Linked DNA regions of Danio rerio: region 2 is linked to region 1. Evidence: chromatin contacts called from public HiChIP or PLAC-seq data. All regions are on one chromosome and are shown on one strand. The core of a region is the stretch at or near the end of the contact, and the rest is flanking DNA. Distances in the headings are between cores, read along the strand shown. Region 1 holds the start of cast (calpastatin). Region 2 holds the start of ell2 (elongation factor for RNA polymerase II 2).

Region 1 (3,533 bases), core at 652-3,151:
TAGGTATGGCTATTCAACGTTAATTGAACACTGTGCTATAAAGGAATGCTGTTTTACATTTTCAGGCGGTGGATATGCAAACAGGAACGAGCTGAGGTGATAAGACAGTCACGGCTTTGAGAAACTACAGTTTATATCTCATATGGTAATGCAGTTAAACTGCATGGCTTTGACTGGCAATGATTTTCATAGTCCACTAGATGGTGTCAATGCTCTATGAAGAAGGTAAGACTAAAAGAAAATCTTCATTCATTCATTTTCCTTCTGCTTAATCCCTTATTTATCATAGGTCGCCACAGCAAAATAAACCGCCAACTTATCCAGCATATGTTTTACACAGTGGATGCCCTTCCAGCTGCAACCCATTACTGGGAAACACCCATACACTCTCATTCACATACATACACCACTGACAATTTAGCTTACCAAATTCACCTATAGCGCATGCCTCTGGACTGTGAGGGAAACTGGAGCACCTGGAGGAAACCCACACCAACACGGGGAGAACATGCAAACTTCACACAGAAATGTCAGCTGACCAAGCCCGGACTCAAATCAACGACCTTCTTGCTGTGAGGCGAAAGTGCTTTTCATTTTTAATGGAAAATATATTTCTGATGGAATTAATTGAGCAGATTTCTTAAAGAGGGTCATTACAAAAATAAATTTGGATCTCCATAGTCATTTTCCACTTGTCATTTAAGACTAACTGATGTTTTTTATTATTTAATTACTTTAATTTTGTAAAGTTACACTCACAATGAGCAGTTTCAACTCAGTTCTTTCCATTTTTTAAAAACAGAAATTAACTTTTTTTACCTAGACAGCATTAGAAATCTTATTTTAATACATTTTATTTGAATTTTCAAGAATAACAGGAGGTATTGTCTGCTCCTGAATGAAATTTCCTGTATGAAATTATTTAAAACAAATCAGTGATTTTCCCCCTAGTTATTTAAGTCTACCCGATGCTTTTATTTAATAACATTAACTTTGTAAACGTTAAACTCATGGGTCATTTCAACCCAGTTCTTTCCATTTTTTTTAAAAACTAAAATTTACTTTCCATACTTCCAAATTTAATTCAAATATCAAGAATAAAGGGAGCTTATGTCAGCAATCTGAATTCAATTACTCAAAAAAAACCCATTTAAAATAAAAATCACTTACCATGAACCTTGATGTCTGTGGAGCGTATTCTTGTTTTTGAAATGAAGTGTCTCCATTCTAGAAAGACAAAGAGAGAGAAAAGATTAAACACCCTGACAAAATTTACAATAACCCAAGGGTCTGACATGTCACCACTACACCAAGAATTATGACTAAACATTACAGTAAATCTAAATACTATATTGTGTCTGCTCTAAATCATAACTGAACACCCTTGAGCGAATATTCTAGTTCATTTATCTACTTCATTTAACTTAAATCTTAGATTGTCCAGAATGTTTAGAATGTATATAAAAAAATATATTAGGGTGACTTTTATTTTGTGTAGTTTTTTTATGATCCAACTCAGTTTTTTTTAGCCTACAAGTCATTGCATTCTTTAAATTCTCTTAGCTTTTTTTTCTACAATTGCAAACCAAAACACACTTTTGTACTCCAAACAAACGCAATAAAACCTCATTCATTACACTGAATCAGACAACGCCCAACATCTAATATTGTTTTTATTTTACTCTTATTATTTTATCACTAAGAATGTACAAAGACCAAACTAATCATGAAGTGTTTACATTTGTCAAGACCCTGCTTTATCCACTACTCCTCCTTTATATCGAAAGTTAAACAAGTTGTGCAGCTCAAAAACATGTGGAGGATCTACTTACGTTGCGCGCCCAATACATTGCGTACGCCATGGTGCGTGAAGGATAGAAAGTTTGCTTAAGTCCCCCTCGACTCGAGCTCGCCAGCTTCTTTCATTCAACTGAGGTATGCTGCTGTCTTTTTTCTCAGATAAAGCCACTCCCGCGAGTGTGCATGGGTACCAGGACTGCACCGATAATTACAGTAAATATACGATCGGGCGGTTTATCTTGCAAGTGTGCTCTTTTGCATTGCATAGCAATGTGAAGCGAAGCTCAATTTGCATTGCGCATTTAAAAAAATATGCAGAGGCGCAATTACAGTCAGGACTTACAACACAAGCATTCTTTAGTAGTGATTGCGCAACTCTGGTTATTTAGGTGTGTTTTCTATGTTTCTAAACCAGGTAGGCTACTTTAATTGAAACGCAAATACAAAGATAAGGCTTCTTTGTAGTGGCATATGCTAAAAGAGCATAATGTGAGAGTTTTGCTTCAAAAAGCCTTTGAACCTGCGCACTGCTATAGTACAAAACATTTAACCAAACAGATAGGCCTAAAACAAAACACATTATTTTGCTCGTAATGCCATAGGTTTGTGTACATAAATCCTACCTTTTGATAACTATCTGCACGTGACGCTCATCCTGGTAGTCGGTTGAAGGCTTCCGTAGTAAAATAGCGTTTAAAAAACACGTAATTTGGCGGGAAGTGATGACATGTTTTACAGAAACCGGAAATTGGTTGAGCAACTAAAAAAGAAAAAAACGGAAAATTCCGAAGGAAAAGGAAAAATCAAACTCAAAGTTTATAAATTACTATGGATATGAAGATATTGGTAAAAGTGTTCATAGGCGAGTCAAATGAATTCAATAACTGCTTCGAGTGATTCATATGTGAGGTAACGTTAACTAAAAAGAACGACTCATACGAAAACAGAGGAGTGTCTCAAATTGCATACTCATGCACTATTTTACGCCATTTTGTAGTGTAAATAGTGGCTGTTTCTTAATATGCATTCAGTCTTGCATCCTCGTGTATTGTCATCATCAGCTGCCAAAGTTCAGTTCCAATACTCTAGACCGCAAGAACAGAGTATGCGTTAAACTTCCCGGATGTGTTCTTGATATTGAGGACACACCGATGCAGACTTGGCACCGATCTCGCTCTAGAAGTCCCAGAAGTCATTGTGACTGGAGGTGGGAAGTGCAGCATTTTAAATAGATTTATAATAAAAGTTCAGAGACATGACTTATTTACCTCAGGAGTTTCCCTAAATGAGATGGTGAATATAAACATTACCATGGACATCTTAATAAAGGAATAAACACATTAAGGGTGTTTATTTGCTGAAATTCGTATTAAAATCTATTTTATTTGTATTGTGCAACGTATATTTATAATGTTTTTATGCATAGTATATATTTTAAAAAGGGGAAAAACAATAAATCCCTGTATGAATGCTGTAATGTTTAAATAATTTTCCATTAAAAACACTTGAAGGTCATGTGACTATCAGGAACAACGCAGCATCTCATTTCTCACAGGACGCGTTCTCTGTTCTTGCGGTCTCCGGAGTTCGTTCTTCCGAGGACACCTTTCAAGACCGATCTCTTCAAGAATGCAAGACCATTCTCTGCGTTCTTGGAATTGAGAAACAGCCAGTGTAAGTAGTGCTTTCACACTGAAAACTCTCAAAAGAATAAGTGCACTTTAATTACCCGG
Region 2 (3,533 bases), core at 408-2,907, 95 kb after region 1:
GAGACAAAGCAGGAATAGCAGCCAGAGTAAATTACAAGAATAATAGTTTGTTTAATAAACGGTGTAATTCAGATACTGCTGAAGTAAAGTATAATATAAACTACACACTGCAACTTAAATGCAAAAGTGTTAAGTGAACACTTATTTATTTCAGAATCTATACTGTGCTCCGCTTTCCCCCACAGCCCACAGACATGCACTATGTGAATTAAATAAACGAAATTGGCTGTAATGCATGTGTGTAAATGTGAGAGTGTTTGGGTGTTTCCCAGTGCTGGGTTGCAGCTGGAAGGGCATCTGCTGTGTAAAATATATCCTGGATAATATGGCGGTTCATTCCGCTGCTGTTACTCCAGATTATATGGGACAAGCCCGAAGGAAAATAAATTGATTAATTTTACTTTCATGAAGTTTGTGTCTTTTTAAATATATTTTGCTTAGTGGTAAACATGTTTTGCACTAATTACCCTATTTTTTAAATGTAGAATTTCAAGTTAAACTTATTAAATCTCAATTAGTAGCCAAGGAAACATTTGTTATATTTTAAATTTTTTTTGATGCAATTGTAAACAAATATACAATTCTAAAAGAGATAATTCACCTAAAAATGTCAATTTACTCATTTTACTTGTGTGTTTTAATATTATATATTTTTAGTAATTTTATTATTTCAACTTAAACTTATCCTATCTCAATTAGAGGCCAAAGCAACTTTTGTAATATTAATAACATTTTTGATGCAAGCATAAGTAAATATACAATACTTATCCTGCTAAAAAACCATGTGGTACTCACTGCAGAGCCAAACTAGTCTAGGCTGGTTAGCTGGTTTTAGCTGGTCTGCGTTTAGTCCCAGTCTGCGTTTAGAGGGGTTTGGACAATTCCAGGCTGATTTCCAGCCATTTCCAGTCTGGTCAGCTAAAACCAGCTTGACCAGCTTAGCCAGGCTGGCAACCAAGTCAGAAATGTCCAGCTTAAACCAGGCTGGTCAAGATGGTTTTAGTTGGTCCAGACCAGACTGGAAATGACCAAAACCCCTTTAAAACCAGGCTGGCCAACCAACTGAAACCAGTCAACCAGCTTACGCTGGTTTAAGCTGTTTTTATTAGCTAAGTAAAGGGACAGTTCACCTAAAAATGAAAATGTTCTCATCATTTACTCATCATTTACTCACCCTAATGTAGTTCCAAACCTGTATGAGTTTTTTTATTTTATTTCTGCTGAACACAAAAGTAAATATTCTGAATAATTTTACAAACTGTTTAAAACGTACTTCTACAGTAAAAACAAATGCTAAGGAAGTCAACGGTTACTAGTTTTCAACATTTTTCTAAATAACTTCCAATAGAAGAAACTAATCTTCAAGTGAAACTGACACAGTAAACCAATAAACAGATGGTCATGATTATTGAACCATAATCAATTAATTAAAACCCATATCAACAAATTGATCAATATATCTATCAATAATTGAAACTTTTAAAAACTTATTTCTTTCGTTTAGATCAACGCAACACACTATAAAATCTAAAGCCAAACATTTGAACCTAGGCTACAATAGTATTACAGAGAGAAAAAGACCCGGCTAGTCTCCTAACTTTCTACCAGTAGCAGAAAGGACTTATTTGTGTTCAGTCCCTCCCTCTGTCCGCATTAGAGAGAGAGAGAGAGTTTGCACGTATGTCAGAGGGACTATGGTGGAGGGCTGGTGAAGATGATGGCAGCTCTCTGCGAGGATGGCACATATGGACTCAATTGTGGCCGCAAGAGCGACAAAATATCAGTTTTACATGTCAAATTGACAGAATCAGCCTTTAAAGCGCTAGAAAGCTACCAAAACTGTAAGGTGAGTGATGGGAAACTTACAGTTTTATAGAGAGATAGGAAAAGCGACAGCTTGCTCGGCCAAAAAAAAAGGTCGAATAATGATTTATTGCTCTTCAGATAATGCAAATTCTCTTAAAAACTTGATAAAGGTTCTCAGTTGGTTAATGTCCTACTGGAATTGATAGAAAGTTGTTTTTTTATATAAAGAAAACTGGACAGTATGGTTAGAACATTATGCCAACACACCATTACTTGCTATGAATTCTCTCCCTGTAATTTTAACCCTAATAGACACGCATGTTTAATTTTTAACATTTTAAAAACCCGAGGGATCGCAAGAGCTTTTATTAGCCGGGCTAAAGCGAAATTATTTTGTTATTTTTCTGTTTTACTGTTTTATCTTCGACGATCCGCTACAATGCTAATGATTAGAGAAAACTTTCTCTACAGACGAATATCGTCGACTGTGCTTCCTGTCATTTCGACATTTTAATCATTTCAGTTAGCTGACAGACTCATTAAACACAATTTTCCGTGTAACGTAAGAAAAAGTCTTCCGGATACACGAAAATTAAAGTTTGCTGAGCTAGCTGATAGCATGGCTAATGTTACTAGCTGGCAGACCTCCAACAGTGGTTAAGTTCATAAGTGTGGCGATATGTTTGTCTTTTGTTGTATTTTCATCACTCTTTATCCAAATAAACATGTTTTAGATTAGCAAAATATCAAAAAACGTGTTAGTTTGTCTAATTAACGGCTAAATATGGTTACTCTGTTAGCTAGTTAGCTTAGAGGACTCACACCTGAGGAGTTTAATGTGCTTTATTAAGATAAACTAAAGTTTTATGTCATAATCGCCTTTTATCATGTGCTAAGCATCTATAGTGATCTTAAAATAAAGTTGAAGGATTTTATTATTGTGCAAAAAGGAGATTTTTTTATTCTGATGTATGCTCTGTGAGTAAGTGGGGGAATTACCCATTACTTTTTCTTACACAGTTTTAATAGTGCACTAATCATCCTCCATCTTCATGTAGTTTTGATAAACTTTTTGACCACAGTGGACGTGTGTGATCATTTCTATTCAGGTCATTCAAGCCATCGGTGGTACAATTTGTGAGTCATATTTGTAAAAGTGTTATGAATATATGAAAAAGAAGAGGAAATTGATAAAACAGAAAAGACCTTCTGGACATTTCTATCATTTCAAAAGCCTGAAAGAGTTTCTATTGGCTTACTAGGAGAAATCAGGCAGCTTCAATGAAGAGCTGCATTGTCTGGATTTTTTTAAAGCTCTACGCTGCTCAAAGTGCTTACGAGGCAGTGTTTGACTTAAAGCTACAGCTGGCCCGTTGTAAAAAAGAAGAAAAAAAAACTGTTCACCGGGTTCATAGAGATGGTTCGTTCTATCCCACAAGGCCAAATCCTGATTAATATTTAGGCCCAAGATTTGATATGGGTTGTGTATGGTTGGACGGTCACCAACCCATTTATTTTAAACAAATATTACTCTCAAAAGAGTGAAGTTGGACCTTGAGGCCTGTTTAACACTAAATTTAGCTTAGTAATCCATCGAGTTCCTGGCTGCTTTACACTGGCACTGTTTGCCTTTGTTGATTAGGACTTGCAGTTTGGTTGACAGTCAAAATGTTACAACACACCATCGGGAAGGCCATCTGAACGAGTCTTAAGCTCAGGGTTCACAA

What was found. HiChIP or PLAC-seq counts read pairs in DNA pulled down with a chosen protein or histone mark.
Region 2: a contact with region 1 is called in an H3K4me3 HiChIP or PLAC-seq map of embryo, with 2.7 times the contacts expected there. The contact joins the promoter of ell2 here to the promoter of cast in region 1.

Annotation. Positions count from the first base shown.
Region 1 is chr21:13,023,308-13,026,840 of GRCz12tu, forward strand. It overlaps cast (calpastatin), which reads right to left and starts at 1,902. Exons shown (of 30, transcript NM_001130591.2): 1 at 1,833-1,902; 2 at 1,171-1,227. The coding sequence starts at 1,862. All of the region lies in intron 5 of gtf3c5 (general transcription factor IIIC, polypeptide 5), which reads left to right.
Region 2 is chr21:13,118,278-13,121,810 of GRCz12tu, forward strand. It overlaps ell2 (elongation factor for RNA polymerase II 2), which reads left to right and starts at 1,658. Exons shown (of 12, transcript NM_001083812.2): 1 at 1,658-1,846. The coding sequence starts at 1,715. The region is part of intron 5 of gtf3c5 (general transcription factor IIIC, polypeptide 5); the gene reads left to right. All of the region lies in intron 2 of LOC141379995 (a long non-coding RNA gene), which reads right to left.